Regions from separate parts of the Mus musculus genome. Here all the other regions are linked to region 1. The links are chromatin contacts, called in public HiChIP or PLAC-seq maps. All regions are on one chromosome and are shown on one strand. The core of a region is the stretch at or near the end of the contact, and the rest is flanking DNA. Distances in the headings are between cores, read along the strand shown. Region 1 holds the start of Degs1 (delta(4)-desaturase, sphingolipid 1). Region 2 holds the start of Lefty2 (left-right determination factor 2). Region 3 holds the start of Lefty1 (left right determination factor 1).

Region 1 (4,962 bases), core at 1,747-4,246:
ATACACTCAGATTAATGCAATTAGATTTTTCCCTTTTCTAAGTTATAATTCTCCCCCTGACAGACTTTATGAGATATTTATTTTCTAAAGGGAAAGACTATGTTCTGGTAATGAAGTCACAAAATAGCATGATACAACAGTTTATGCACGAAGAATTAATCTGGACAGTCCACATTCTTTTACACTAAAAGAATTACGTTTACGTTTAGACAAAGCCTGCACATATTTTCTTTTAAGATTTATTTGATTATTTATTTACTTTATATGTTTGAGTGTTCTGCCTGCATGTATGTTTGTGAGCCATGTGGTGCTTTGGTGCCTGCAGAGATCGGAAGAGGGAATGGAATCCCCCTAGAGCTGGTTACAGTTAGTTGTGCGCAACCATGTACCACTGGGAACTGAGCCTGTGTCCTCTGCCAGAGCCAACAAGTGCTCTTGTGCCCTTAGCCACTGAGCCATCTCTGTAAGCCAAGCTCTGGCACGTTTACCGTATATAACCATGAAGTTAGCTCAGCTGACACAGGAAAGAACGTAACATTTGTTCCATAGGATCTCTAAATCACAAAAACTCTCATTTCCACGGTTCTTTTGGACCAAGCTTCCTCCAGGGAATTCTGTTTTGAATCTTCACCACACTTTAAAAAAAACACCTGGGCATCGTGACACACATAACCTCAGCCCTCAGGAGGCTGAGGTAGTTAGTAAATTCCAGGCCAGTCTGGACTACATGGTAAGATCCTGTCTCAGAAAAGGAAACAAGGCAAAAACAAACTCCCCAAACCCAATAGTCTAAGGGCCTCATATCACCAGAGGAGAGGTTAAGTGCTGAGACGAGCAAGAGCTTAGCCACGTGAGCTTTCAAGCCAGCGAGCCTGGCATGCCCAGCAGAGGCAGAAACAAGAGAGGACGAGATGGAAAGACAGCACACTCCTGACAGCCACAGTGCACACTGTGGCGTGTGTGCACGCACATGCACTTGTGGGGGCACACCCACACGCCCACGTACCCAAAGGCAGGTAACAACTAGGTTGTGGAGAAACCAGAATCTTCATACACTGCCTGATGAGTATGTAAAATGGTTTAGACTGTCTGACATTCAACCAAAATGCTAAAGAAAGAACGGCCAGCAACCCCCAAACGAAAACGAATCCATGCCCTGTACATGAACATTCAAAGGAACACTATTAAAAACAGCTGAGAGGGGGTATCAGCTCAAATGTCTATCAAAGGAATGTTAAGCAAAATGTGGTATCACCGCACATATTAAAGGGTTGGACCCCAGCTGGCAGATCTGGTCACAGTGAGGATCCTGAATGTTCTGACCTTATCAACATATTAACCCCTCAAAGGACTCAGAATAAAAGGCATAGGAGGAGGTGTGCACTGAAAGCAGGCCCCAAAGGACGTTTCCATTTGCCCCCCAGCTTCCAGGCTGACATGAGGGGGATCAGCTTTTTTCCTTCAAACCCCTCTGGCATGATTTCACCAGACACCTCCCCCTTCCCCCCTCCCCACACACCCAAAAGCACCGGTGAGCACCGATAAGCCAGCAGCCAAAGGCCTCCCTCCCTCCCTGGAGCAGCAGACATTTATCACCGTAATGAGGCAGAGGCAATGACTATACGGAAACCCCAGAGCCCAAAGCACCTGACAGCACAGCTGGTGATAATGACTGAGGCTCACTCAATTTAAGTTCCAGGTCAGAAGTCAGGGGTGCAGCTCAATGGTAGAGAACTTACTAGCACCAGGGATCCCCTGAACGTGAATTCCACTAGAAAAATAAAGTCCATTTGAACGGCAGCTAGTCACTCTGATTTGCGAAACAAGTAATGTCTAAGTTTAGCAACTACTGCAGAAACCAGGGCCTCGCCGCCCCCTCCCCCATTAGGCAAATATTTTTAAGAAAGAGTGTGAAAATGGTGGATATGAGGCAGTTCCTCATATTAAAAGGCCTTTCATTGATTCTCTCAATTAAATCAAAACAAACAAACTAAAACAACTTTCTATATCTAGCACCAAGAAAAGAAAAAAGGCAGACTCTTTGGCTGCAGTCTAATTATGAAGATGTTGGAATCTTCTTAAACATTACTTCATCTTTTAAAATGCCGGCTCAGGCAAAGTACTGGAAAGGAAAAATTGAACTGGTTCATATATGCAAAGCTCATACCCAACAATTTGTCCTTATTCTTAAGAGCAGCCTACGTGGGATAAGAGACCTCTCTATCTCACGTGGAAACCCCCCCTCCGCCCCCCATACTCTCCTAAATCAGGCCTAGCCTGTCCTAAGGTCCGGGAGGCTAAGCTGCGCGCCTTTCCTATGCAGCCGGTCCCGCAGATCACTGGAATAAAAACTCACAGGAGCCATCCGGTCTGGGAAGCCTAGGGTCACCCGAACCTGGTCCCCCGCTAGGCCTGCAGCTGACTGGACCACGTGATTGAGGCTCCCGGGGCCGGGGATGCCCCTGGACCACGCCCTGAGCCAAGCAGGCGTCCGGGCTCGAGCCTACCGCTCCACCAGGAGCGGGGGTCACCCTCGACTGTCGGAGCAGGAGGGGCGAGTCCGGATCGCCCTACCTGGGGACCCTCAGCTCACAGGCCGGCGGAGGCCTCCAACACATGACCATCGAAGGGCTAGCAGCGAGCGGCGGCGCGCTGATCCCTCATCCCTCGGTTCTCCCGCCCGCCCGGAGCCCGCGCCGGCGGCCAAGCAGCGGAGCGGCTGGAAGGGGCCGCGGAGGCCGCGCTCGCACGGCGCGCACGGGAGGCCGCTCAGGGCCCGCACGCGGCCACGCGCACATAACGGGGTCCAGTCTTCACCTAAGATCTCCTTGCGCCGGGCGGCGTGGGGCTGGTCCGTGTAGACCCATTCGAACTCCTCTCGGGACACGCGGCTACCCATGGCTGCGGCCTGTGGACCCGCTCTGCCTCCGGCTCGTGTCCGGACGGCGGCAGCTCGAGGCCCGGCTCTAGTCGATAAGCCGCGGGGACGCGGGCAGAGGCGGGGCCTCAGGCCACGCCCCGCAATGACCACGCCCCTCGTGGGAGGCGATGGGCGGGACCTGGGTCGGCAGCCAAGAACCTTGTAGGCTCACGAAGCCTGGGAAAAGGTGAAAAGAGAAGGAAAGATTTGCGGCTGGATAAGGCTCTCGCTTTAGCGCCTCAGTGGGTGGAGTACATGGGGTGGCTACCTCTCCTTGAGTTCGGAAGATCACTGGCTTTGATTAAGTGGCAACGAGCCCATATTTCGCTTAACTTTTAATAGCAAATTATCTGTCGAGCCCTGTTTGGTTGCCTTCTGGAACTAAAACCTCCAGAGATTTGGAGTGTGTGGCAACTAAAATCTAATTTTTAAAAAAGTTTTTTTTTTCTCTTTGCTTTTCTCTCCCCTCTCTCCCGTCTTCGCCCCTCCTCACCCCTCCCGCCCCATATGTTTGCTTTTGTTTCTTGAAGTAGGTTCTCACTACCTAGCCTAGGTTATCCTCCAGCCGGTGGGCCTGCCCTTGCCTCCCAGTGGAATTTCAGACTTGTCTGAACAATGCAGTAAAGAAAAGGGAAGGGAGAGATGGGGTGGAGTTGGTGGTTCTGATGTTTCCCTACACTAATGGTTGCTCAATCATGCATCTTCCCGTGTCACAGAAGTGATCACCCGCAACTTCCTGTGGGAGGCAGGGGAGATTTGATTTCAAAATGCCTATCATTTCTTCACTTACGAGGTTTAGGGATTAGAGGTGTGGCACAGAGTTGGAGCACGGGCCGAGCAGGTGGATGGACTAAGAGCCCTGGCTTCTCCGTGGAGCCTGGAAGTGAAAGGAACTGCTAATTAAGATTAAGATTACAGGATTAGGGATTAGCAGACCAGATGACTTTCCTAAAGAAGCCAAGTGGTCATGAGTATAAATCAGACACAGACACACACCACTGCACATGCATACCACAACGGGAGAGGTGGGGACACAGAGAGACAGACATCCAAGTCTGACAAGTCTTGGAAGTACAACTGCTCATGTATAGAAAACTACAAACTACAGAGGAATCTGCTAAACTATGGGATACCATCAGCAAGATCTCACTGTAGGAAACGATATGGGAATTTTGTGTTCTCTAATAAAGGAGAAAAAAAAAACCAACAAATTAACAGGGACTTAAAGGATAAACTAGCCAGCTGTGATGTATCAGTCTTATTTATTCTGAAGGGTTAAAATGATGTGATGTTATTTAAAGATCTATCTATCTGGGTGCAGTTGCTTTCAGAGGCCAGAAAAGGGTGTCAGATCCCTTGGAGCTGAGTTACATGCCGTTGAAAGACACCCCACCTTCCATGGGTGCTGGAAACTGAACTCTGCAAGAGCAGTAGGAACTCTTCAAATACGGAACCATCTCTCTAGCCCCTGATGTGATGCTATTTAATTAAAGTATCATCTGGGTAGGTGAAGGTATTAAGAAATTCTTGCCGGGCATGTTAGCCCAGTTGTGTGTGATCCCAACTGAGCAGAAGCCTAAGGCAGAGATCACAAGTTCCAGGATTGCCTTGGTTACAGAGCAAGTGCACCGATAAAACCCAGCCTCCTCCATATACACACACCCAACACAGATAAAAGACTTGAGACAGAGTTCAATGATAAAGTGCCCAGTAAGATGCTGGGTTCAAAACCCACCACCACCAAATAAATAAATTAAACAAATAAATAATAAAAAGAAAAAAACCCAAAACCCCTATGATTTTTTATAATAGTGCTTTTCTCCCAGAGGTTCACACTAAAGGAGAAAATAAGACAACTGAAGTAAAATACATATTCTAGCTATATTGTGTTGTGCTATGCTATGGTACTGCCTAAAACTGTAAAAGGCTGGAGCAGAAAGTGAATTCTGTCCATGACAGGGCCTCTGACTGACACACATATGCCTAGGGCCTGGAGCAACGAAGGCTCTTTAGGGGTATAGCGGCCTGCAGGTTGGGCAACA
Region 2 (4,962 bases), core at 819-3,318, 1.4 Mb before region 1:
ACACACACACACACACACACACACACACACACACACCCCAAAACCACACACACATCTTGCATGCATGATTTATTATGATTAGGGACAGATTTTTTTTTCTTTTCTTTGACGTGGTAGAGATCAAAACCAAGGACTTGCAAATGCTGTACTAGAGACTTAGACCCTTAGCCTTATCAGAGTTATTTCTGCTCCTCTCTTTTTTTTTTTTTTTGGGTTTTTTTTTGAGACAGGGTTTCTCTGTATAGCCCTGGCTGTCCTGGAACTCACTCTGTAGACCAGGCTGGCCTCGAACTCAGAAATTCTGCCTCTGCCCCTCGAGTGCTGGGATTAAAGGCGTGCGCCACCCTGCCCGGCAGTTATGTTCCTCTTCTAAGTTCTGAGCCCACCCACTTACTACTATAAATCTTCTACATATATTAATATGTACGTGAGAATGTGTACATATGTGTGCTCGTGCATGCACTCGTGTGTGTGTGTGTGTGTGTGTGTGTGTGTGTGTGTGTGTGTGTTTGGGCTGTTACCCAGAGCCCTTGAACCTGAGAGGGTTTTCTCTGCTCTCAGGGTTGTTTGAGAAAGGTAGAACACAGCGCATACACACCCAGGGGCCAGTGTCCTCCTGGGAAGGCAGAGAGGTGATCCCTGTCCACCAGGCCCTTTGGCCCTTAAGCTCCTCTGTGGCCATTGTTCACCTCTCATTGGCTACAGGAAAGGTTTCCTTCTGCACACACTTAGACCTCTGAGCCAGAGAGGCCTTAGGGGGCAGATGCAAATATCTGTATCGCAAGGTCTCCTCTAACTGCATACTGTGACAGGACAGGTGACTTTGTCCTGTAGTGAGCTGACCAGCATCTGAAAGATGCACTTGCAGCTAAAACCTGCCTCGTAAGGGCTGTGTGGAACCCTACTCCCAGCTTGGGATGGGGCCTGGCACACATGATCACTCATACGATGGATGTCTGCTGAGGATGTATCTTGCATGCGCATATGTTATGTATTTGTTTTGAGACAGGGTCTTCTGTCATTGTCAACTGCTCCTTTAGATAATAAAAACACAAGGCATTGAGAATTTATAAAATTTACCAAGTATCAAGACCCAGCTGTTGTAAACTGGGAGCTAGAAGAAGTAGGGCCAGTCAGGTGCCTGCAGCTGTGGACTGGACATGTTTCCAGGCAGATTTGGCCTCTGGATGGTTTCTGTCTCTAAGTCTGTGGTATGAGCAAGACACAAGCCTGAGCGCTTGTGGTATGAGCCTAGTGGGCGAGCCCTCCCAGAAGGAGTTGCTGTCTGAAGAGGCACATTCTGTGGCACTCTGAGAGCAGAGAGACATGCGCAGTCTTCATGTTTCCTGAGACTATGCTAGCAAAATCTCTAGTTAGCGGCATCTGTCTTCCTCTGGCATGGGAGGGGTGGGGTGTGATGAGGACCGTGACGAACCTGGACAGACCCGTGGGGGTACTGAAGGATGTATACGGTTCCTTTGACTCCGGGGTATCTGTGGAATTGACCAGAGACAGCTGGAATACAGGACTCTGCCCCTCTTTGTTCCTCCACGGACAAATCTAGACCTCCACTGGCCCATGGAGAATCTTCCAGAGTCTTAAACAGGTCTGGCATAGTGATACACAGCTGTAGTTCTAGCATGCAGAGGATGATGGGAGGAGGATTATCACAAGTTTGGGGTCCGCCTGACCTAGAGTCGTTTCTGAAGAATTCAGCCCAGCCATGGCTATGCAGGTAATATAGTACTTCAACAACTGGTGAAAGAGTCTCTCTGTTTTTTGCCCCGAGGAATTCTCTATCCCACAAAACAGACGGTGATATTATCAGATAATTCCAACAAGAGCGAACAGTATCGTTGAGAGGCAGTGACCCCACAGACAGAAATCTCAGTCCGTGTGTCTTCCAGACAGCTCTCTGTGTCCTTTCTTAGACAGCCCCTCCTCAGGGCGCAGGGGCTTGTCTCATGCTGAGTTCCCAGGAGGTCCCAGGGGTGTGACCTTTCTTGTCCTTCCTCCCTGCCCCCCACCCCAGGGCCAACTATAAAGAAGGCCAGTGCCAGCCCTCAGCAGACCGTCTAGGTCCCAAGAACTTTTCAGGGCACTTTTAGGGACGCATATATCCACGATTCCTCCTGGGCAGCGCCATGAAGTCCCTGTGGCTTTGCTGGGCACTCTGGGTACTGCCCCTGGCTGGCCCTGGGGCAGCGATGACCGAGGAACAGGTCCTGAGCAGTCTACTGCAGCAGCTGCAGCTCAGCCAGGCCCCCACCCTGGACAGCGCGGATGTGGAGGAGATGGCCATCCCTACCCACGTGAGGTCCCAGTATGTGGCCCTGCTGCAGGGAAGTCACGCTGACCGCTCCCGAGGCAAGAGGTTCAGCCAGAATTTTCGAGGTGAGCTCTTCCTGCTGTCCCTGGTCTCTAGACAGGGCAGACTGACCATGCCCACTCTGGTGATGTAGACCCTTTCTTTGTGTGTGTGTTGAGAGGTGTGACCAAGTCCTCAGGACTCTCAAGGCCAGGAGGAGATATACATCAGGCTGGAGTGACTGACAAGACCCAGACTCAGAGAAGAATAGAGCAGGGCAAAACAGGATCATAGGGTATGGGTAGGTGTAGCAAGGACCCAGTTCTTCTGGAGACAGTAGTGTGACTTCTGGGGTGACTATCTAGGACCATCTGGGACAGTGGCCAACTGTGTCTTGTGCTATGAACACTGAAGTAAATTACTGGTTGAAGCTACTTTGGGTTAAAAGCAAACAAAACGTCCAGTATTCTGAGAACAGTATAGCCCGCTAGTGAGATGCAGGAGCCTAAATGGAGCCTCTCCCCGTTAGGGCTGGGATCAGAAAGAAAGCCAGATCCATGACCCGGCTTCTATAAGGACCCTACTCTCTTCAGCTTCATTACTTCTGGATCCCAAAGCTCTTTGTGCTTGCTTGGGGAGGTTTAGTGAACAAGCTCTTGCTGGAGATTTTAAAAAGGCACAGAACTGTAACGGCTCTGTCCTGGCCTCCTTCAAGTACAGTGGCTCTGCCATCCTAGAGGTCTTGTGATACCTGGAGAGGCCCGGCTGACTCTGTCCTTGTCCACAGAGGTGGCAGGCAGGTTCCTGATGTCAGAGACCTCCACTCACCTGCTAGTGTTCGGAATGGAGCAGCGGCTGCCGCCTAACAGCGAGCTGGTGCAGGCTGTGCTGCGGCTGTTCCAGGAGCCTGTGCCCAGAACAGCTCTCCGGAGGTTTGAGAGGCTGTCCCCACACAGTGCCCGGGCTCGGGTCACCATTGAATGGCTGAGAGTCCGTGAGGATGGCTCCAATCGCACTGCCCTCATCGACTCTAGGTAGGGGATGCTGCTGGATGCTGTTGTTGCTGATGTGTGTGTGCGCGCACGTGCGCGCGTGTGTTGGGGGAGTTGGGAAGTGAGGGACTCGCCCATGCAGGGGGAGGGGAGCAGCAGATGATAGGGATGGGTACCGGACGGGACAGACTCCTCCTTCAGGGCCTCCCTAACAGCCTGCCAGTCCCCTTGCCTGACGCGCACTGCTGTGTCTCAGGCTCGTGTCCATCCACGAGAGCGGCTGGAAGGCCTTCGACGTGACCGAGGCCGTGAACTTCTGGCAGCAGCTGAGCCGGCCGAGGCAGCCGCTGCTGCTCCAGGTGTCGGTGCAGAGGGAGCATCTGGGGCCGGGGACCTGGAGCGCACACAAGTTGGTCCGTTTCGCGGCGCAGGGGACGCCGGACGGCAAGGGGCAGGGCGAGCCACAGCTGGAGCTGCACACGCTGGACCTCAAGGACTACGGGTAGGCTGGAGGTTGGGTGGCTAGGGATGCAATAGACCCGGTCCTCCTCCCTCTCTGCCCCCAGCCGCGCCGAGATTTTGTACCAGCTTAGGTGTGAACTGTGTAGGCTGCCCCGGGAGATGAGCCATTCCTACCTATAATACTTTCTAGCGGTGCGTTTAGAAATGGTATTATAATATTGAATTATAACATTCTATTTCCACTGTCCCCTTCAAGAGTAAGTCTTTGAAGATTTTTAGCTTCAAGCCAGGCATTGGTGGCACATGCTTTTAATCCCACACTTGGAAGGGAGAGGCAGGCAGATCCCCGAGTTCGAGGCCAGTCTGGTCTATAAAGGATAGCTAAAGCTACACACAGAGACATCCTATTTCAAAAAACCCAAACCAAACCAAACCAAACAACCAACCACTAAAAACAGAACAAACAACAACAAAACCCATCTTATTAGGCATATACTTTAAACATTTGTATTTGCTACTATTGCGCATGTGTGTCCGTGTGTACACACTGTGTTCTACTCTGTCACCTTTATATGAGTTCCAGGGATCCAATCCAGCCCAGGTCATCAGTTTTGCATGGCAAGCTCTTTACCTGCTAAGCTACCTTGCCTCCCCTGCATATACTCTTTGTTGTTGTTAAAAATTCTTTATTTTGGGGGAATTTTATTCATATATACAATGTATCTTTATCATAGCATTCTCTACTCCCCATCTTGCTCCTCCTGATAAGCATTATAGTGTGTGTGTGTATAGGGGTGTGTGTGTGTGCATATATGTGGTATGTGTGTTGTGTGAAGTATGTGTGCATGTGTATATGTGTGGTATGTGTGGTGCATGTGGAATGTGTGGTGTATGTGTGTGTGGTGTGCATGTGTTGTGTATGTGTTGTGTGATATGTGGTGTGTATATGTATGTGTGGTATATGTGTGTGTAGTGTGTATGTGTGTGGGGTGTGTATGTGTGGTGTGTGTATTTATGTGTGGTATATGTGGTATATGTGGTGTATGTGTGTGGGGTGTGTATGTTTGTGGGGTGTGTATGTATGTGTTGTATGTTTGGTGTATGTGTATGTAGTGTGTATGTGTGGTGTGTGTATATGTGTATGTGGTTTGTGTAGTATGTGTGCATGTGTATGTGTGGTGTGTGTATATGTGTAGTATG
Region 3 (4,962 bases), core at 983-3,482, 1.3 Mb before region 1:
CCTGTCTCTTCCCACACTCCTTCCTTCCACAGATCTGAATGTTCCTGAATTCTAATTATTTTTAAGAGAGTTAAAAAGAAAAGAAAAGAAAAGAAAAGAAAAGAAAAGAAAAGAAAAAGAGAAAGAAAGAGAGTCAAGTTACATCTTAGAAATTTCACCTCTCAAGTATGTTAACAGTGTAAGAGGCAGCTAGAATTTCTTGAGCACCTACTGTGTACCAAGAGGCTTGCCAGGAATTCTGGGAACATGGTGGTTAAATGGCTAATTTCTGGGGTCTGTTTTCCCAGAGGGAAACTGGAATCGCCTTGAGAAGACTCTCATTTCCCACAGTGGATTTATGTCACATTGAGGAGGGTCTGAGATCTGCAGAACTTGTGAGTGTGGTACAGCAAGGGTTTGAATTCAAACCTGCAGGAAGGAGAAGGAGCCAACAGCCTAACACGCTCTCTATATCCCTGTCTGTACCTGAGATGCTCTGGGAGAACACGGAGTCCACCAGGGCATGTCTGGAAGTCCCTCTGCACTGCCCACCAGAAGCCACATGGCCTCGGGCAGGGGTTAGGATCTCCACATGTGGGGCCAGACTGCCCATGGCACCTGGGCTGGCCTTGGAGTACTTGCTAAGAGAACACAAAGTGTCTGCTCTGCTCAGTGAGGGCATCCTAGACACCAGGAGCTAGCCTGCAAAGACTGTCCTGGACTTTAGCTTCCCTGACCTCAGAGGCCCTTGGGTCTGATCCTATGCCTAATGTTAGCCATACACTTAACTCTGCAAGTCCCAAGATGACTTCTGTTCCCATTGCAGTGTTTGCCCCAGCAGCCCAACCTCTGTTTGGAGACAGAGAGTGGTAGGAAACACCAGGCTTCTTTTCTTACTTAGCCCTCATTTCCCTCGTGATTGGGCCACTGACCACCCCTGGGTCCTTTACACTGGTCTCGAGCCAAGAAAGGCAGCGCATCGTGTCAGAAGCTGCAGACTTCATTCCAGGGCCCCCCTCTCCTGGTTTGGGGCCTGCTTTCCAATCTCAAGCCTGACCTGGGTCAGACCTGGGCAGGAGCCATGGGGAAGGCAGCTGCTCTTCTGCATAACAAAGGGTGGCCCTGCTGGAGAGCCAGGGAACACACCAGGGACGAGTCTTACAATCCACTATGGTTTCTTCATCTATCCCCCGACTAAGATTGTCTGAATCTGCAAATAAAACCTCTAGATACTGGTGTAATGCAAATCCCAGGTAAACAGTGACTGATATATTGTGTAACCAAGTCCCAGATTCAGTACGGGTTTTATTTGGCAGCCCTACCCCTGGCAGCTTGCTCAATTTTATTTCTCCAGCGCACAAAGCCACAAATTCACACTCGGGTATCCCAGCTGTGTCTTGGAGAAGGCTTAGCATATTACTGGTGTATAGCCACACACCCTTGTCCCCACCCCAGCCACATGCCCCTGTCCCCAACCCAGCCACACACCCTGTCCCCACCCCAGACACACACCCCTGGGCAGGACTTAGCAGAAAATAATTGGAGCTGTGGAAAGCCCTTCGTGGGCACCGATCTTAACTATGTTGCCCCTCGTCTGAGCCGATGTACTCTGGCTCAGAGATTGGGATGGGGTAGATTTTCAATTCTCCTACAGCAAGAAAGGGAAAGGATAGGTTGCTCATTGGCGAGTCCCAGGCTTTGCAACCAAGGAAGGTCCCCCAGCCCCCAAAGTGGAGAAGCCTCACTCTTATCAGCCCTAGAAAAGTCTTTTGCACACCTGGGAAGCAAGTCAGTTGGAGAGCCCAGGTGTTGATTGACATCTGGTTCTCTCCAGGGTTTAGAAGCAGTGATGGACAAGACTACAGGTGCACATTCCAGACACTGGGAGCAGGCATCCAGCAGAGAACGTGAGACCTCCGCGTCGTCTCCAGGACCCACCTTCCATCCCATGCTGGGATTGAATTTAGGGCTTCACGTGTGCAGGGCCGGTGCTGCTCTACCACTGAGCTATTACCACCCCTGTCCTGAATGTCCTAATTGGTCAGACACCCTTAAGTCAATGGTGAAGTATATGGCTAACAGACAGCGGTGACCAGATGTTCTCAGTCCAGACAGGCTTTTGTGTCCTTTCTAGACAGCCCCTCCTCAGGACTCAGGGGCTTGTTTCATGCTGAGCTCCCAGGAGGTCCCAGGGGTGTGACCTCTCTTCTTCCTCCCTGCCCCCCACCCCAGGACCAGCTATAAAGCTGTTCCGTACCGTACCATTCCTCCGCAGACTCAAGACCCTTTCAGGACACCTCAGGGACACACACATCCAAGGCTCCTCTTCCCGGACAGCACCATGCCATTCCTGTGGCTCTGCTGGGCACTCTGGGCACTGTCGCTGGTTAGCCTCAGGGAAGCCCTGACCGGAGAGCAGATCCTGGGCAGCCTGCTGCAACAGCTGCAGCTCGATCAACCGCCAGTCCTGGACAAGGCTGATGTGGAAGGGATGGTCATCCCCTCGCACGTGAGGACTCAGTATGTGGCCCTGCTACAACACAGCCATGCCAGCCGCTCCCGAGGCAAGAGGTTCAGCCAGAACCTTCGAGGTGAGCCCTCCCCTGTTGTCCTTGGTCTCTAGGAAAGGCCGGCTGATCATGCCTTCCTTCCACCTGTGGTGTGTATGGACCCTTGCCTTGTGGTGCTCAGAGTCAGTCATGGGGGTGGGGGGCACAGGGTGAGGCGGATGTTAGAGGGGAGAAGATCTGGGAGGGTGGGCACTGGGGATCTGGCTGTGCACTGAAGGAGTCTCAGGATGGGAAAAGCGGGGCTGTGCTTGCTGGTAAATTAAGGAGCAGAGAAGAGGGAGGAGAGTGGAAGAAAACAGAACCCCTGGAGCAGTCAGGGCCAGGTAGAACTTCCTGGGGTCACTGCCTGGACGAGTGGCTGACTATGTCTTGCCATGGACAGAGAACAGTGGCTGGGTAGAGGCAGCCCTGGGTGACAGAATTTGGGAGAGAGAGAGAGAGAGAGAGAGAGAGAGAGAGATTGAGAGAGAGAACAGGTATCCAGCTGTCAAGTAGCAAAGGCCTGTGTGGTGGTGTAGCATTTTCCAGCTGGAAGCAGCCCTCATGGGCACAGCCACATCCATAAACTTACTGTCCTGTGGTACCTAGGCCTGGAGATAGAAGGATGCTGGTTCTGAACAGGCAGGCAAGGGAGATGTCTGCTGAGGATAGGTGTGGCTGGCCTCTCAGGTAACCAACCACTCTGCTATCCCAGAGAGTGAGCACACTGGCTGGAGCCATTTAGGAAGGTGACAACTCCCTGAACACTTGCCCCAGGGTTCAGCAGTCCTGACAAGGATATTCACAGACTCCTGTTCCACTGAACGGAACCCCTCACAAATGCATCTGTCTCTTAAGAAAGGCACCTCGGGCTGGGCTTCTTTTCTCTAGTCTCTGCAGCCTGATTCTGTATTCCTCCCCCAATCCTCTCCTAAAACCTTCCAGAAAGAAGCCAGCATTGCCACGCTCTGGAACCCCTCCAGCTCCTTTCTTGCACAGGGTTCCAAAGTCACCACTAAGTGTGCAAGAGTTAGCATTCAGGGCCTCATTGCAAACTTTATAATTCCTGAGTAGAAAGAAAGACTTCTTTTTCATGTTGTTCATGGGCTTCCTGCTTACAACTCTCCCTGAGGATTTTTAAGGAATCTTGGCCATTGGTCTTGGGTCTTGCCACCCTGGAAGTTATCTGGTACTTGTAGAGGCCCGGCTGACTCTGTCCTTGTCCACAGAGGTGGCAGGCAGGTTCCTGGTGTCAGAGACCTCCACTCACCTGCTAGTGTTCGGAATGGAGCAGCGGCTGCCGCCTAACAGCGAGCTGGTGCAGGCTGTGCTGCGGCTGTTCCAGGAGCCTGTGCCCAGAACAGCTCTCCGGAGGCAAAAGAGGCTGTCCCCACACAGTGCCCGGGCTCGGGTCACCATTGAATGGCTGCGCTTCCGCGACGACGGCTCCAACCGCACTGCCCTTATCGATTCTAGGTATAGTCTCTCTCTCTCTCTCTCTCTCTCTCTCTCTCTCTCTCTCTCTCTCTCTCTCTCTCTCTCTCGAGAGTTGGGAAGTGAGGGACTCGCCCATGCAGGGGGAGGGGAGCAGCAGATGATAGGGGTGTGTACCAGACGGGACAGACTCCTCCTCCAGGGCCTCCCTAACAGCCTGCCAGTCCCCTCGCCTGACGCGCACTGCTGTGTCTCAGGCTCGTGTCCATCCACGAGAGCGGCTGGAAGGCCTTCGACGTGACCGAGGCCGTGAACTTCTGGCAGCAGCTGAGCCGGCCGAGGCAGCCGCTGCTGCTCCAGGTGTCGGTGCAGAGGGAGCATCTGGGGCCGGGAACCTGGAGCTCACACAAGTTGGTTCGTTTCGCGGCGCAGGGGACGCCGGATGGCAAGGGGCAGGGCGAGCCACAGCTGGAGCTGCACACGCTGGACCTCAAGGACTATGGGTAAGCATTGTGGGCTAAGTTGATAAGCGAAATTGAGAGACAAATGGGGACTTTGACTTAACTGTGAAATGACAAAATTTCAGAATGTGAGAATATTTAGAAAAGGCTTCCTCTGACTGTTATGAAACTCTCAATAAATAGTATTTATTTAGTTCTTAGGTGTCCATCCCCATAAATATCCAATATTCAGTTGTTTCCTTTGCTACGGCAGTGGGTTTGAAATCTAGGCCAGAAAATTCCTAATAAGCTACACACCCAGCCCAGTTCTTCAATACTCGAAGAACTAGATCTTACATCTCTCCCAGATGCTCCTGACCCCTGCCCTGTCAGGTGACCTTTGCTCTCTCACCCCTACAGAGCTCAAGGCAATTGTGACCCCGAGGCACCAGTGACTGAAGGCACCCGATGCTGTCGCCAGGAGATGTACCTGGACCTGCAGGGGATGAAGTGGGCCGAGAACTGGATCCTAGAACCGCCAGGGTTCCTGACATATGAAT

Evidence for each region. HiChIP or PLAC-seq counts read pairs in DNA pulled down with a chosen protein or histone mark.
Region 2: an H3K27ac HiChIP or PLAC-seq map of embryonic stem cells shows a contact between it and region 1, with 2.3 times the contacts expected there. The contact joins the promoter of Lefty2 here to the promoter of Degs1 in region 1.
Region 3: an H3K27ac HiChIP or PLAC-seq map of embryonic stem cells shows a contact between it and region 1, with 7 times the contacts expected there. The contact joins the promoter of Lefty1 here to the promoter of Degs1 in region 1. A contact is called at or near these places in 1 of 39 promoter capture datasets (hippocampal neurons) and 1 of 115 datasets of contacts at active chromatin or transcription factors (embryonic stem cells).

Annotation. Positions count from the first base shown.
Region 1 is chr1:182,279,805-182,284,766 of GRCm38.p6, forward strand. Degs1 (delta(4)-desaturase, sphingolipid 1) reads right to left here and starts at 2,997. Exons shown (of 3, transcript NM_007853.5): 1 at 2,818-2,997. The coding sequence starts at 2,899.
Region 2 is chr1:180,891,040-180,896,001 of GRCm38.p6, forward strand. Lefty2 (left-right determination factor 2) reads left to right here and starts at 2,069. Exons shown (of 4, transcript NM_177099.4): 1 at 2,069-2,394; 2 at 3,096-3,342; 3 at 3,557-3,802. The coding sequence starts at 2,145.
Region 3 is chr1:180,932,790-180,937,751 of GRCm38.p6, forward strand. It overlaps Lefty1 (left right determination factor 1), which reads left to right and starts at 2,233. Exons shown (of 4, transcript NM_010094.4): 1 at 2,233-2,570; 2 at 3,758-4,004; 3 at 4,220-4,465; 4 at 4,823-4,962. The coding sequence starts at 2,321. Gm39715 (a long non-coding RNA gene) reads right to left here and starts at 4,909. Exons shown (of 3, transcript XR_865785.2): 1 at 3,799-4,909.